Linked DNA regions of Sus scrofa: region 1 is linked to region 2. The links are chromatin contacts, called in public promoter capture Hi-C maps. All regions are on one chromosome and are shown on one strand. The core of a region is the stretch at or near the end of the contact, and the rest is flanking DNA. Distances in the headings are between cores, read along the strand shown. Region 1 holds the start of ITGB3 (integrin subunit beta 3). Region 2 overlaps ITGB3 (integrin subunit beta 3).

The links. Promoter capture Hi-C pulls out the DNA fragments that hold promoters and counts their contacts.
Region 1: a contact with region 2 is called in a promoter capture Hi-C map of liver, with 3 times the contacts expected there. The contact joins the promoter of ITGB3 here to the enhancer-like site in region 2. A contact is called at or near these places in 1 of 5 promoter capture datasets (liver), 5 of 47 Hi-C or Micro-C datasets (embryonic fibroblasts, liver, skeletal muscle and 1 more) and 1 of 2 datasets of contacts at active chromatin or transcription factors (skeletal muscle).

Annotation. Positions count from the first base shown.
Region 1 is chr12:16,750,828-16,753,762 of Sscrofa11.1, forward strand. ITGB3 (integrin subunit beta 3) reads right to left here and starts at 1,401. Exons shown (of 15, transcript NM_214002.1): 1 at 1,304-1,401. The coding sequence starts at 1,370.
Region 2 is chr12:16,697,936-16,700,953 of Sscrofa11.1, forward strand. ITGB3 (integrin subunit beta 3) reads right to left here. Exons shown (of 15, transcript NM_214002.1): 14 at 173-339. Among named protein-coding and RNA genes, the nearest start is that of ITGB3, 53 kb to the right of the region's middle. Within about 2 kb of position 1,671, at least 9 of the 83 cell types and tissues checked have an H3K27ac peak or open chromatin away from gene starts, as enhancers often do. A contact at or near this core is called in liver, where this site is marked.

The sequences.
Region 1 (2,935 bases), core at 151-2,650, 53 kb after region 2:
GGAGATTCATAATTTTGTGCCATTGCAGAATAAAGGCATCAGTTGACTTGTTTGAGCATTTATCACATAGGAAGCCTCGGCAGTAATAACTTAAACAGCCCCCTATATATTATTTGTAACTCCTTCATCAAGTTATGGATCATAAATTGTGGTGATGGTTTCATGAGTCTATAATTATATCCAAACTCAAGTAATATACATTAAATATATACAGCTTTTTGTTGTCAATCATACCTCAATGAAGTGTTAAAAAAAAAAAAAGATACTGTTGCCCTGTCAGGTACAATCTCTTATACACGAGTCATCAAGTCTTTCTGAATAATTATTCTCCAAATGGGCTTAGCAATAAATCTTACTTTAAAAAAATATCCTCTGCAGGCTCTAAATTGCTTTACAGTGAGTACCACTCTTTTCTTTTAAGGTAATATGTGCACACCTGTTGAGTCCTCTGCAGAGGAACGTTGCTGTGTATCAGGAGCCAGAGTTCTCCCTGGAAAGGTCACTCGGGCTCCGGAAAGACCAAGGGCAGCACCCCCGGGCTGTGCTCTGCCCCTCCCAGCACCAATGAGGCCGAGTGCCAGCTGCCTCGGCAGTTGATAGCGGGTGCAGCGGCAAGACAGACAAAGCCAGGGAGCCAAGCCAGCTCCAGGGGACCCCTGGTGTGGCTGCTCGCCTACACCGGAGACCTTTTCGGATGCTGGGTTTGTCCCGGAAGCAGAGGCACGGCTGCCGCCCAGGGACCCTGTAGGAGGCAGAGCCCTCATCCTCCTCAGAGTTGCTCCCGCTGGGAGCCACCAAGTAAAAAACAAAAATTTGGGAAAAGTATAACACAAAGAGAAAAAGGAATGAGGAGTAACGGGTAAATCTGCGCGCGCACGTTCTCTTATCCGAGAAGCACATCCCTCTGTCAAGATGCGGACCAGCTCTGGGAAGCCCCAGCTCGCCTCGGTTACCGGACCCAGTCTGCCTTCGCGCGGCCAGGACCACCTGCGACGCGCGCAACCCGGGCTGAACTCGGGGCTCAGAGATGCGCCCCCGGCGCCGCGCTCGCCGACACCGCGAGCAGGCGCCTAACCTCGCTAACTAAGGGCTCGCTTCGGCGTCGCGGACGACCCGCCCCTAGGTAGCCCCTCGCCGTTGCCACAGCCGAAGGTCCCCAGCCTGGCCCTGAGCACTCCGAGCTCAGCCGCGCAGGACCCGCCCGCCCGCTTTCCCCGCTCCAAGTCTGCACACGCGGCTGCGGCAGAATGCGCGGCACGGCTCCCCGAAGAGCTGCGTCCCGCCGCGCGGGAGCCTCACTCACCTCCGACGCCGACGCCCGCCAGCGCCCCCACCACCAGCACAGCGGCCCAGAGCGGCCGCGCTCGCATCTCGTCCACCCGCTGCCGCCCTCCGCCTCAGCTGTGCCCTCCCTCCCCACAGCGAGCAGCGGCGCCTGCGGCCGCTTTTCCCGCAGCCAGAGGGGAGGGGACGCTGTGGGTGGGACGCAACGGGGCGGGCCGTGGACTTGCGCTTCCTCCCCTCAGGTCCTTTGCTGGACCCTCCAGAACAGAGAGGGAAGTTGGAAACCGTCGCTCCTCTCTCGCCGCCTCAGCTCAGCCCGCGAGCATCCGCCTGCCTGCAAGTCAGGCACGACTGAGACCCGGGGCGGGCGAGGGCGCATCCTCCACAGATGTCCTGGTCCCAGGGTCCGCGCTGGCACCTGGTATGCTTAGAAAATCCAGGCGCCTGTGGCCCCTCTCCGGACCTAGGTCATCTCCCCGGAGACGCCCACGTGGCTCTTTTTCTTTCTTTCTTTCTTTCTTTCTTTCTTTTTTTTTTTTTTTTTTTTTTTTTTTTTTCTCTCTCTCTCTCTCTCACCTGAATTCTCCTTGGGCACTTTCTGTCCGAACCTTGAGTTTCATTCACTCACATATTCGTGCATTTACTTGACAAACCTATTGAATGCCTACTCGGTGCCAGGCACGGGCTTAGTCCTTTATTATTCACTAATTTTTATCTGGGGAGTAGTTTGGTTTTCCCGTAGACCGTAAGCCTCTAGAGGACAAAACCACATCTTAAGTTTGTGTGTGCAGTTGAAGTCCACAAAGGGACTTTCTCTTCAAATGCTCGCTCAGAGTATCTGATAAAAGTTTCAGAACACAGTCAATATATGGCCTCCATGCAAACCTACAGGCCTTGGAACTTTACTGCATTCTCTTCAAAGCCCTTCTGCTTTTCCCCAGTCCTGCCTCATAGACTCTGGGTCTTCCCCAAACTAGAAACTTCAAAGTTCAAAGAGGCAAAATACTAGGGCTGTGAACAGGAGGCCACCAGGGACAGGGGCGGGTGCAGGCTGTCTCAATGGATAGCTCTAAGATGATTTAAAAAAACAAAAAACAAAAAAACAAGGCCTGAAACATAAGGCAGAATTTGGATATCTCTCCAGTTCCTGGGCTCCTCTAAAGGCTTTATGGCTGCCTGGAAAACCTGTTGCTTCCTCAAGCCCTCAAGACACACAAGATGCCTGAAAACTGGCCCTGGCTCAGATCTCCAGCCTAGCCCTAGAATATACTTAGCATTCCCAAACACTCCAGGCCTTTCTATCTGACTGATCTTACTTCTTTTTTCTGCTTGGAAAATTCCACTTATCTTTCAAAACATCTCAGATGTCACCTCTTCCAAGTAATCTTGTCTGATGCCCCCACCCTCAGCAAAGGTGGGCATTCCCTCCTCAGACCTCCCAATACTAGGATACACCAAAAGAACAGCATGCATCAGCAGAAATGTCAGGAGGGATTTGCAAGGGGTCAGGGGAAAAGCCAGCCCCCAAAGGGTAGCTGGGCTTCCTCACCTGAGCTCCATTAACCTCTCCTAGCTGCTGGAGGGCCTCCAGGTCAGAAGCCAGTGGCCCCGTGCAAAATTCAGATCTCACAGTCTGATTACATCTCTGCCT
Region 2 (3,018 bases), core at 421-2,920:
CAGGAAGCATAAGGACAACAGGACAGTTAGAGCATCTCCCAATTTCCAGAACAGAGGCTAACTGGGAGACTATAGTGCTGGCTGAACTGGCCACCTTCAGCACCTACTGCTTCTACTTCAGGCTCTGGAGCCAATGACTTAAGAAAATACCCAGCCCAACCCAGCCTCTTACTGTGTCCCATTTGGCTCTGGCTCTCTCTTCTTCAAATTTAGCAAACTCCTTCCGGTCATGGATGGTGATGAGGAGCTTCCAGATGAGCAGAGTAGCAAGGCCGATGAGCAGAATGGCCCCCATCACTGAAAGCAGGACCACCAGGATGTCAGGGCCCTTGGGACACTCTGTCAGGAGAGAACACAGAGCAGGGTGGTCAGGAATGGAACAGGAATCACTTGAACTGGCCACAAATAAGATTTTTTTTTTTTGGTCTATTTTCTAGGGACACACATGCACCATATTGGAGTTCCCAGGCTAGGGTTCTAATTGTAGCTGCAGCTGCCAGCCTACACCACAGCCACAGCAATGCCGCCTACACCACAGCACACCACAGCTCATGGCAATGCCAGATCCTTAACCCACTGAGTGAGGCTAGGGATGGAACCCATGTCCTCAAGGATACTAGTCAGGTTCATTACACTGAGCCACAACAGGAACTCCCAATAAGATCTTCTTGACAAAGTAATAAAGTACTGCAACGTGCTCTGAAGGAAACAGAACTTACAAAATAAGCTAATTAATTTTTAAAGGAGTAGGGGAGCCCATCTTTAGGGCAGCCATAATCTGTCCTGAGTATTTTAAATCAGAGGTCGTTGGCTGGTCACCCACAGGCAAAACCCAGGCTACTCAGTATCAGTTCACATAATTGTTTATTCAAAATTTAAGTTTGGGATTTCCCACTGTTGTGCAGCAGGTTATCGAATCTGGCACTCAGATTCGATCCCTCACCTGGGAACTCCCATATGTCACGGGTGCGGCCCTTAAAAAAACAAAAAAAAAAAATTATTTTGTCAACAACATGGAATAATCAGGACATGCTCCTCCTAAAATTTCAGATACTTCCTCTTCTCTTTAAAAAATAAAATCAAAAGATCTAGAAGCACTGAATCTATATTTTTATATTTTATTTTTAAATCACAAGGGCTAAGGAGTACTTGCCCCTTTTAGATGGGACATGTTTTTTTAGTTTGCCAGTATCCTCAGCACTCTCTCTTTTCTCCACTAAACAGAGAGTAAAGTGTGACTTGTGACTGAGTCTGTGCAATCGTGACCTCTGGAGCCAGACTGCCCGGGTGTGAACCCTGGCTTACCACTTACTTTGCTGTTTAACCTTTGGTAACTTAACCTTTCTGGGGTGTCTGTTTCCTACTTCTCTGTCTCTAAAATGTCTCACATGTTACTGGTGTCCCTGTGACATGTGGCTGATTTTCCCTAATTTGTTTATCCAGTTCCTGTAGGCCTTTGAGGTAGTTACCCTAGTTCAGATACTTACTCCCTGAGGGTGGAGAACTTAATGACCTTTTTAGCACATTCTTGGAGACCAGGAGGCCTGCCAACCAAGACAATATATTGGGTTTCTTCCCAAAATATTTAGTCATCTAAAGTCCCAAGCCTATTGAGAGCCAACTTCCTGCTCAACCCCAATCAACAACCAGCATAAACAGAGGTACGTCACCCCACTGAGAGCCAAGCTGAAGGGCTCTGCTTCCCATCAACCGCAGATGTCTGATGAGTGACTTCACTCTGGTAAACTCTCAGGTGTGAAGTAAGTAGGCGTTTGTATATATGAGTATGATAGGTCTGGAGAGGTGTCACACCTACTTTCCACACTGTCTCCCACCTTCTTCTCTAAACATACACGCTACGCTCACCACACTCTACCCCCAAAATAACCGCCACCACAACCCAAGCTGTCTATTTCCCATCCCACCAAATTACAACCTGTCTATAATTAAAGGAATGTCGGGAGAGAGGCTGTGAGGTTCCAGCATCTGCGTTCCCAGGAGCAAAGAGAAAGCAATTATGAATTCTGGGAAAGCTGTTATGAATTCTCTGGAAGACTGAGGTAGGGCTGACCCACAAACCTCAATGTGGACTCTCTTCAGTTCTGCATGTCAGCATGGGCAGGACAGGTAGAAGGCCAGGGAAGTTTCGGGGGTGGAGGTGAGGGGGAATTAAAACTGTTAACTGTCTGCCCTGAAAAGGGTGGATGGCAGGCTTCCTGGAAGCAGACACAAGACCAAGTGGTCTCTGGAGAGTCCTCCAGCCACAGTGATGAGGACCCACAGCAGGTGATGACCCAAAGTCATGGCAGACAGGGCAGGGTGAGCAGACTTGACAAACAAAAGGACAGGAAGTCCAGTTAAATCTGAATTTCAGATAAACAATGAGTAACCTTTTGACATCAGTATGTACCACACTTTGCAGGAGAAGTATTGTATGTTACCAGGCAACCCCACCTAGGAGTGGTGAGGGCTCAGCTCAAGGGAGCTCATGCCCTGGTGGCTGAACACCACTTGGCCAATGTCAAACTCCTTGGTGGTGCCCTCTTCAGTGCCCTTTAGTGCCTCAGCCCTTCAGAGAGAGCATCTGCAAGAATATGAGGGGAGAGAATGGGAATACTCTCTGAGGTCTCAGATGCTACCTTCTACTCAAAGCCAGAGGCCCTGAAAGGGATTGGGGGTTGGGGTGAAAGGAGAGGCAGAACTTGGAATTCCAGGGCAGCCAGATTAGGAAATGTGAGTCTGGGATCGCATCTCCTAATGTGGAGGAAGGGGTCCACTGGCCTAAAAAGTTACCCTCACTCTGATAACTAGATATTTGTTATCACCCCAGTTATCATGTCTGTTCCCCACAACTCCAGGCAGTATAGTCCAGTCTCAGAATACCAGGTCAAGTGATTTTGGTAAGTGAAACAGCAGAAGCACCAGTGGGATTGTTACAGCAAAGAGATGAAGAAATGTTAAATCCCCAAAGCAAGAACACGCTGCCCTTCTGTCATGAGAAGGGACAAAGGTACACAT